Regions from separate parts of the Mus musculus genome. Here region 1 is linked to region 2. The links are chromatin contacts, called in public HiCAR-type maps. All regions are on one chromosome and are shown on one strand. The core of a region is the stretch at or near the end of the contact, and the rest is flanking DNA. Distances in the headings are between cores, read along the strand shown.

Region 1 (4,113 bases), core at 1,021-3,520, 690 kb after region 2:
TTTAAGCCCGGCTCTTCCTTGTCCCAGGTGGCCATTGTCACCTAGTCTTGCTGGTTCCTCCACTCACAAGCTTTGTGACACCGTGGTGGCAGGTGGCACAAACCTATATGTATAGTCCTGCTCCTTGAGAGGTTAAGGCAAGAAGATCACTCTTGCCAAGGAGCTGGGACCATACCACAGGCAACACACCCCAAGGATAACAAAAAGCCCGCCCCACCTTGCTGTCAGGCAGCTTTTCCAAAAAAAGCTGGGCTAGCTGTATCACTCTCATTACACCTTTTACTTTTCTTTTTAACTTTTTTGTGAACATGATGTTTGGTGGTCCCGGGAATTGAACCAGGGCTTCTCTTGAGCCTCATGTATACTGGGAAGGCGTCACTTTGCCTTTGAGCCACACTCCCGGCTAAAGCACCTTTTGATTTTTTTTTTTTTTTTAAAGACAGGGTCTCATTGTATAGCCCCAGCTGGCCTGGAACTCACTATGTAGAACAGGCTGGCCTCAGACTCACAGAGACCTGCCTATCTCTGCCTTCCCTGTGCTAGGATTATCAATGTGAGCCACTCCTCCACTCCCACCACCCACCCCCACCCCAGCACCCATTTATCTGTGTTGCTGTTGTTTTGAGACAGTAGGCCGAGTTGTTCTGTAAGTCATTATGTAGCCCTTAGGTTGTCTGTAAATTTATAACGATCCTCCTAAGAGCTGAGGTGTTTAACACCATTTCCAGCTTTTCATTACTCTTACATTTATTTACTCATTGTCTCTTGTCGGTCTGCCCGTCCGTGAGGCTGAGTACAATTGCCCTGGCACCTGTGGGTCACAGGGAGTTGGGCTTTTCCTTCTACCATGTAGTATCCATGTAGGGATTGAATTCAGGTTGTCAGGCCTGGGTTCCACTTAGCTGTCTCACCGGCTCTCCCAGTATTTTTCTTTTATTGAGATAGGATTTTGCCCTGTAGCCCAAGCTAGCCTACAACTCCCTATACAAATGATCCAGCTGTTTCCAAACTTCCGCTGTTAGCCAGCTTAGTCTTCCCGAGTGCTGGGTTTATAGATTTGAACCAGGAAGTGTGCACATGCGCAAACACACACACACACACACACACACACACACACACACACACACACACACACGCACACGCTCACGCACATGCGCGCTTTCCAGTGCTGGGTAAGAGGCCCAGACCATTGCTTTAAATCCAGGACTTTACCACTGGACCCCACCTAGGAATTCCTTTTCTGGTTTTCCTGTTTAACCTCCTCTTCCTCTAGGCTTTCAACCAAGCCTTCTTTGCAGCTACCGTTTTGCTCCTAAAATAAAGTGCCCATAGAAGAAGAAAAACTGCTGGAGTACAGACATTCAGATTTCCTCCAGACTGCCCCTCCCCAGCACTCAGTCCTTCTGCACAGCTTTGCAATCTAACTGATGCGCTGCTAAGATTCCTTGAATATGCACACACCTTGATGCAGGCCACCTGTCTACTTGGTTTTGCTACACTTCCGGTTTCCCCAGTGTTCTGGGCATAAACCCCTCTTTTATTTGAAAGCTGAGACCAAAGACAGCCTCCCAGCCCCTTCCAGGAAGTCTTCAACCCACTGGATTCCCTATCTGAGTCTGATGGTATTTTTGTAATCAAACCGTAGCCATTTATTCGTATGTGATCCTATACCATGTATGTTAATATTTACATCTTTTAAGTTTTGTTGTTGTTCTAACTCCACTATAAAAACAAAAACAAGGGTCATTTCTTTTCTCTTTCTCTCTCTCTCCTTTTTCCTCTCTCTCTCTCTTTTCATCCTGCCTATTGTTTTTGACACAGGTTCTGGCAAATCAGTGGTCCTCCAACTGACAGAGATCTGCCTACCTCTGCCAGCTGAGTCCTGGGATTAAAGCCAGACATTGCTATGCCCAGCTTGGCCCTTATATCTTAAAAAGAATCATGGAAAAATGTAAAAATCCAGGGACAGCGAGCAATATACGTATTTTACACACTGAGAAACACTGAGACGTACCCTGGAGATACAAACTTATGGCAGAGCCCGAGTTGGCCCCCATTGTTGAATCCCTATGGTAAGTTCGCTTGGTACCACAACACAGACATAAGCTATAGCTGTGAGGGACTGTCTATATAAACATGTAAATAGGGAGTTTGGGGAGATGAATCTGGAAAGGGGTTGCCGTTGTGGTGATCCTAGTATATGACCCTAGTGCTCAGAAGGTGGGGTTAAGGGAATCAGGATTGCTAGGTCATTAGCATGCCCCTCCCCCCATCCCAAGTAGCTAGTTAGAGGCTGCCAAGGGTTAGAAGAGACTCAGGAAAGGAAGAGAGGGAAGGGGAGGGGAGGACAGAGGGAAGGAGGAAAGAGTGTGGGTGGGAGATGGGGAAGGGGTGGGAGGGAGGAAATGAGAAGCTAATCCCTTGATGGCTCACACCTCTTACCCAAGTCAGCCTGGGCTGCAAATAAGACCCCTTTGAAAAAAACCAAGGAGGGAGGGGAAAATGAATGTAAAAAGTAGCTTCTAGCTGAAGTGGCCTCAAGCTTTGCAAGGTTCATCCCCTGGCGGGGTTACAGTGCCTACACACCAGCGTTTCTAGCCAGACCTAGGTGTTCATACTCATAAGCCCAGCGACTGCAGAGACTAAGGCAGTGGGTGGCAACATAGGGAGGCCCTGCCCAGATAGACAGATAAATAAATAAATAAATAAATAAACAAACAATCATTTGGAAGGTTGAGTTTAAAGTGCACAGATGAGGACAAACAAGCACTCTGTTGAGAGTCCCTTGTCTGGGTGCGTGTCTTTCTGTTTCAGGTTGACTGCTGCAGTGTTCTGTTGTCTTAGTCAGGGTTTCTATTCCTGCACAAACATCATGACCAAGAAGCAAGTTGGGGAGGAAAGGGTTTATTCGGCTTACACTTCCATGCTGCTGTTCATCACCAAAGGAAGTCAGGACTGGAACTCAAGCAGGTCAGGGAGCAGGAGCTGATGCAGAGGCCATGGAGGGATGTTCTTTACTGGCTTGCCTCCCCTGGCTTGCTCAGCCTGCTCTCTTATAGAACCCAAGACTACCAGCCCAGAGATGGTCCCACCCACAAGGGGCCTTTCCCCCTTGATCACTAATTGAGAAAATGCCTTAGAGTTGGATCTCATGGAGGCATTTCCTCAACTGAAGCTCCTTTCTCTGTGATAACCCCAGCTGTGTCAAGTTGACACAAAACTAGCCAGTACAATTGACCCCTTGTCAACTTGACACACAAACACATCACTAGTAAGCCTCAACCCTTACATTCTTATTCATCCCCAAGATCTAAATAACTTTAAAAGTCCCACAGTCTTTACATATTCTTAAAATTTCAATCTCTTTAAAATATCCATCTCTTTTAAAATCCAAAGTCTTTTTACAATTAAAAGTCTCTTAACCGTGGGCTCCACTAAAACAGTTTCTTCCTTCAAGAGGGAAAATATCAGGGCACAGCCACAATCAAAAGCAAAAGTCAATCTCCAACCGTCCAATGTCTGGGATCCAACTTACAATCTTCTGGGCTCCTCCAAGGGCTTGGGTCACTTCTCCAGCCAGGCCCTTTGTAGCACACGCTTCATCCTCTAGGCTCCAGATGCCTGTACTCCACTGCTGCTGCTGCTCTTGGTGGTCATCTCATGGTACTGGCATCTCCAAAACACTGCATGACCCCTTCAGTCCTGGGCCATCAATTGCAACTGAGGCTGGACTTTCACCAATGGCCTTCCATGGCCTCTCACAGTGCCAAGCCTCAGCTGCTCTGCTCAACTCCTTCATGCCTTCAAAACCAGTACCACCTGGGTGACCCTTACACATTACCAAGTCCAGCCACAGCACAAGGTACAACTTTGGCTATATCTGGAACACAGCCACTGTGCTCTCAGAAAACACTTCCCAGAAGATGTCACCTCAATGATGCTGGTCTCTTCTTAATCACCGCTAATTTCTTAGCTCCAGCTAACCAGCATCAATAGTCCCAGTAATGCAAAGTTTTTGCTTTGGTAGTTCTGGTATCTTGTTAATCACAGCTGATTCTTCAGCCCCAGCTAACCAGAACTACAGAATCTTCACATTCAAAACAGCAATGGCCC
Region 2 (4,119 bases), core at 25-2,524:
AGAGGCTCGATCAATGTTTGCTGCATCGAACTACTTCATTGTTAACACTGAGTTGCTCAATAAACAGTTGCTACTTCGGATGGCTTGAGGATGAGACGGCCACTTCTCTCTCCGGTGTTCACAGGAAGGGGAGCATAAATGCGATCAACAAGCTGACATCGTGGCACTTAGCAAGATGGAAACCAGAAGAAGTAGGATGGGAAGGAGGTTAGGGGGGCCGAGGAGGTTGCGGGGGGGGGGGGGAGGACACATGCTCTAAACCTGATAATCCAGAGGCAGCTTTACCTGTCCCCTCACTAACAGCAGCAAATGTTTTCTGCAAGCCAGAAACAGCAATAGAACAGAAAATTCCCATGCAAGATTACACCAGAGGTGAAGTCCCTTCTGCCCCCATGATGGCCTCTCATCGAAGCTTCCATGGGGACCCTCTTTAAATACTGACACCAGCATGCCAATTAAGAGCCTGGTTTGCAGAGGGACAATGGAATAGACTGGGCTTCATTTTCCACCTCTGGCTGAAAAAAGCAATGGGCAATGGAGTCTTCTTGAATAGCCCATGTTACACATCCATCCCAGCTATAGAACACCAGCGCCATAGATAACAAAAGGGGATAAGAGATGGGGGAATCAAAAATTGCAGAGTTCAGCTGCCACGGGGGAGGGAGGACCCCAGAGACCAGCAGACTAACCTGTTTGGACCATTTCTGGAACTTGTTAGCCCACATCGTCAGTGACGGGCAATGATTGCTGCCTCCCAGAACCCACGCAGCACAGTAACTCTCAAGCTTTCTTCTTCTGCATTATTAATCACGCACGTGGAGCCTGAATTAGCAGGTCCGGGTGTTAGCTTTACGTGCAGACTCTGCAGTGTACAAATTAAAGAGGTTTGCTCTGTTCAGTGAAAACACACTATCCATTCCCCACCCCACCCCCGCCTTACATTCCCCCTCACCATTGGCATTCTAAGCATGTTTTGTGTATTTTTAAGAAGTTTCCGAGTAGGTCAAGAATGTTAAACCCTTCCCCATGACAATGATTACTCTATGGACTGTGTACACATAGAGAAAAAGATATATATACACAGTGTGTGTGTGTGTGTGTGTGTATGTATGTGTGTCCTCGGTGTCTCAGCCTTGTGGATTCCAGCTTCCTATTGTGTTTTAGCCTTTTACTGGTCGTCTCTTTCTCCTGCAGAAAGAGATTACAAACACAATCCCAGGACTTGCAAATAGAGTGCTGGGTGTCTTTTGTTCAGCTTCCTGTCCAGTTGTAACAACCTTTGTCATGGTAATGAGCCACCAGCAGTTCCTAGCCTGCAAGTTCTCTCCAATGCAAGGCAGTGAGTGCTGAAATTCTGGTGAGGTTATGGTTCCCTTCCCTGCCTGCTTCTGCTGTCCCTGGATAAAGATGGCTGGAAAAGTGGGCCCTCCCCTCTGCTTCAAATGCCCAAGAGTTCTCAGTGGAAGTGGATAGTTTTCCTGGTTTTGAAGGGTTCAGACCAGAGATAGCAAAGAATTCTGTCTGGGAATCTGAAAAAGAAAGTATGCTGTGCTCACTTCATCTAGCTGCTCTTGAGTAAGGGCTACAGTGGTGTGTGTGTGTGCCTGTGTGTCTAGATGTGTGTGTGCCTGTGTGTGTGTGTGTGTGTATGTGTCTTATGTGTCTGTGTGTATCTGTGTGTGTGTGTGTGTCTGAGTGTGTCCATGTGTATCTGTGCATGTGCCTGTGTATATATGTCTGTGTGAGTATATCTTTGTGTATATGTGTCTGAGTGTGTCTGTGTGTATTTGTGTGTCCATGTGCCTGTGTGAGTTTGTGCCTCTCTCTCCCTCTCCCTCCCTCTCTCTCTCTCTCTCTCTCTCTCTCTCTCTCTCTCTCTCTCCCTGTGCCTGTGTGTTTGTGTGTGTGTGTGTGTGTGTGTGTGTGCCTGTGGATGTGTTCCTACTCTAAATTGGATTTTTCCCAGTTGAGACAGAGTGGCTTTCATGCCTCAGTCAACAACCTATGCTATGTTTGGCATTATCTTTGCAGAGGGGCACAAAGAAACACAGGGACTGGGCTCATCCCTCTGATAGGAGTTTGTGAGGGTGGCAAAGCCTTTCTCCTCATGTGGTGAGCTTGATTTGGGGGTATAAAGTGCTGGATGAGAGTCACCAGTCTCACCCGTGGCTTCCAAAGCGCATGGGAAAGAGTAGTAGTGAGTAGATTCCTGAACAAACTATGAGAAATGAACTTCCACAAGGGGGAGGGGCCCTGAGGGACACGAACTGCGGTGTCACCCTGCTTTTATGGATCTTACACTTGGGGTGTGATGGGGGTCCTTTTCTGAGAAGCAGGCAGACTTGTAAAACTGCATGCCTATGTCCCCTGAGCCATTGCACTAGAGGTTGGGAATATGGGAAGGAAAACTATGCTATCTCATTAAAGGGCTAGTTATTTTACCTCTCTTTTTAGCGTGGCTGAAGGTGAATCTGCTCCTCGGTGGTTCCTTGGCCAAGTGATGGGTATGACCCTGGATGGAATGTTAGGTCTCCACCAAGGCCAGAGATTAAAGTCTCCTGACCAGAAAAAGTTTTCCTTAATGGACTTTTATTGCCACAATAACACTTGAATGTTTATTTTTCATGTGTTATGTGTTTGTAACCTTTGGGCTCTTCTGCATACTTTGAAATACACACTGCCATAGCTACAGCCACTCTTCTGTGCTACAAAATGCTGGAACTAATTACTTACTTACCTATATTTCTAAACATATAATATGACTTTTGGGTTACATTTCACCAAGGAATAGACCGAGAAATACTTATTTCTGACTTTAATCATGAGAATGCTGCCTGAATTTCAGGTAGGGTCCTAAAACTTAATTTCTTATAAAAGTTACTTCTCTTCTTCTGTTGTGGCTTTAACTAACTAATGCCTGCAAGCCACAACGTTGTCTCTGCTAAAAACTACCGACATCCTAAGAGTTTACAAGATGACTTCATCTATATCTGTTTTTTGCTATGTATGAATCATTTATTTCATCAAATTCATGCCTTGTTAATTCGATGGCTTTCTTTGTCACAAAGCACTCACTGCTGGGGTGGGTGGTCTCTGAGGTTAGAGAATATAAAGGGGTTTTTTATTTTCCCACCAAATGCCTCCCTCTACCACCCTAGGGATAAAGGAGACTTGAGAGCCATTTAAATTGGCCTTGGTGGCCTTGCCGATTGAAGCTAAATGCTAGCTGTGATTGAATTTATGTAAAGCACCTTGTAAGGGGCTGGGCTCAGAGCCACCTCCCAGTATTTGTTAGGGACTTCCCCTTAATGTTGGATACCTGCAGTTAGCAATCCAGCGACATCTCGGAGCTGTTGTGATGTTTAGTTAACTACTGCATCCTCGGTTTGAGTCGGAAATCACCGGTAAAGCCCAAAACAGAACCAAGGAGAGGCCTAGAAGTCGACCTGCAGCCCAACCCCCTCCCTTCAGTGGGATGCCTGCCCCCTTCTTGGCAGGGCAAGAATCAACCTCTCAGAGCAATTTCAGAGTTCTGATCCATGGTTTCCACCCCCAAGGAGAAAGTGTTTACAAATACATTTAGATTTCTTCTCAAAATGCACATGGCTCCCACTTCTGCAGTTGCACACAGTAACAAGATGCGAAAGAAAAGCTTGCCTTCCTCCTTCCCCTCTTTGGATCTCCCTTCCTTCCTCCCTCTCCCTTTTGTCCCCCCTCCCTGCCCTCCTTCCTTTTTTCTTTACTGTGTCCTTTCTTCCAATCTCCCTCCTTCCTTTTAGTCACATAGACCCCCAAAAACATCAGACAGGGCTGGGAAGAAGAAAGTAAAAAGAAAAGACAAAAATAAACTCTGTCAACTATTTTGTTCTCTCTCTTCTTCACCCCGCTCCTCTCTCTCTCTCTCTCTCTCTCTCTCTCTCTCTCTCTCTCTCCCCCCCCCCCGTGTGTGTGTGTGTGTGTGTGTGTGTGTGTGTGTGTGTGTTGGAGACTCCGAGGTGTATAGTCGGGAGATACAGCAGAAAAAGCCCAGCCTCACTGGGCACTTTAAATTCCAACCTCAGAAACTTTCGAGATATGGTGCATAGGACAAGGTTTTGTTTTCCGGAAGGAGGACACCTC

Evidence for each region. HiCAR-type assays count read pairs that join an accessible place to other places.
Region 1: a contact with region 2 is called in a HiCAR-type map of embryonic stem cells, with 8 times the contacts expected there. The contact joins two enhancer-like sites. A contact is called at or near these places in 2 of 39 promoter capture datasets (cranial neural crest and liver), 1 of 484 Hi-C or Micro-C datasets (embryonic stem cells) and 9 of 115 datasets of contacts at active chromatin or transcription factors (bone marrow-derived macrophages, embryonic basal ganglia, embryonic forebrain and 4 more).

What each region holds. Positions count from the first base shown.
Region 1 is chr13:44,709,786-44,713,898 of GRCm38.p6, forward strand. No RefSeq gene overlaps it. Among named protein-coding and RNA genes, the nearest start is that of Jarid2, 19 kb to the right of the region's middle. Within about 2 kb of position 2,271, at least 18 of the 459 cell types and tissues checked have an H3K27ac peak or open chromatin away from gene starts, as enhancers often do. A contact at or near this core is called in embryonic stem cells, where this site is marked.
Region 2 is chr13:44,017,712-44,021,830 of GRCm38.p6, forward strand. Gm33489 (a long non-coding RNA gene) reads right to left here. Exons shown (of 4, transcript XR_382281.3): 2 at 690-862. Among named protein-coding and RNA genes, the nearest start is that of Gm33489, 25 kb to the right of the region's middle. Within about 2 kb of position 1,275, at least 46 of the 459 cell types and tissues checked have an H3K27ac peak or open chromatin away from gene starts, as enhancers often do. A contact at or near this core is called in embryonic stem cells, where this site is marked.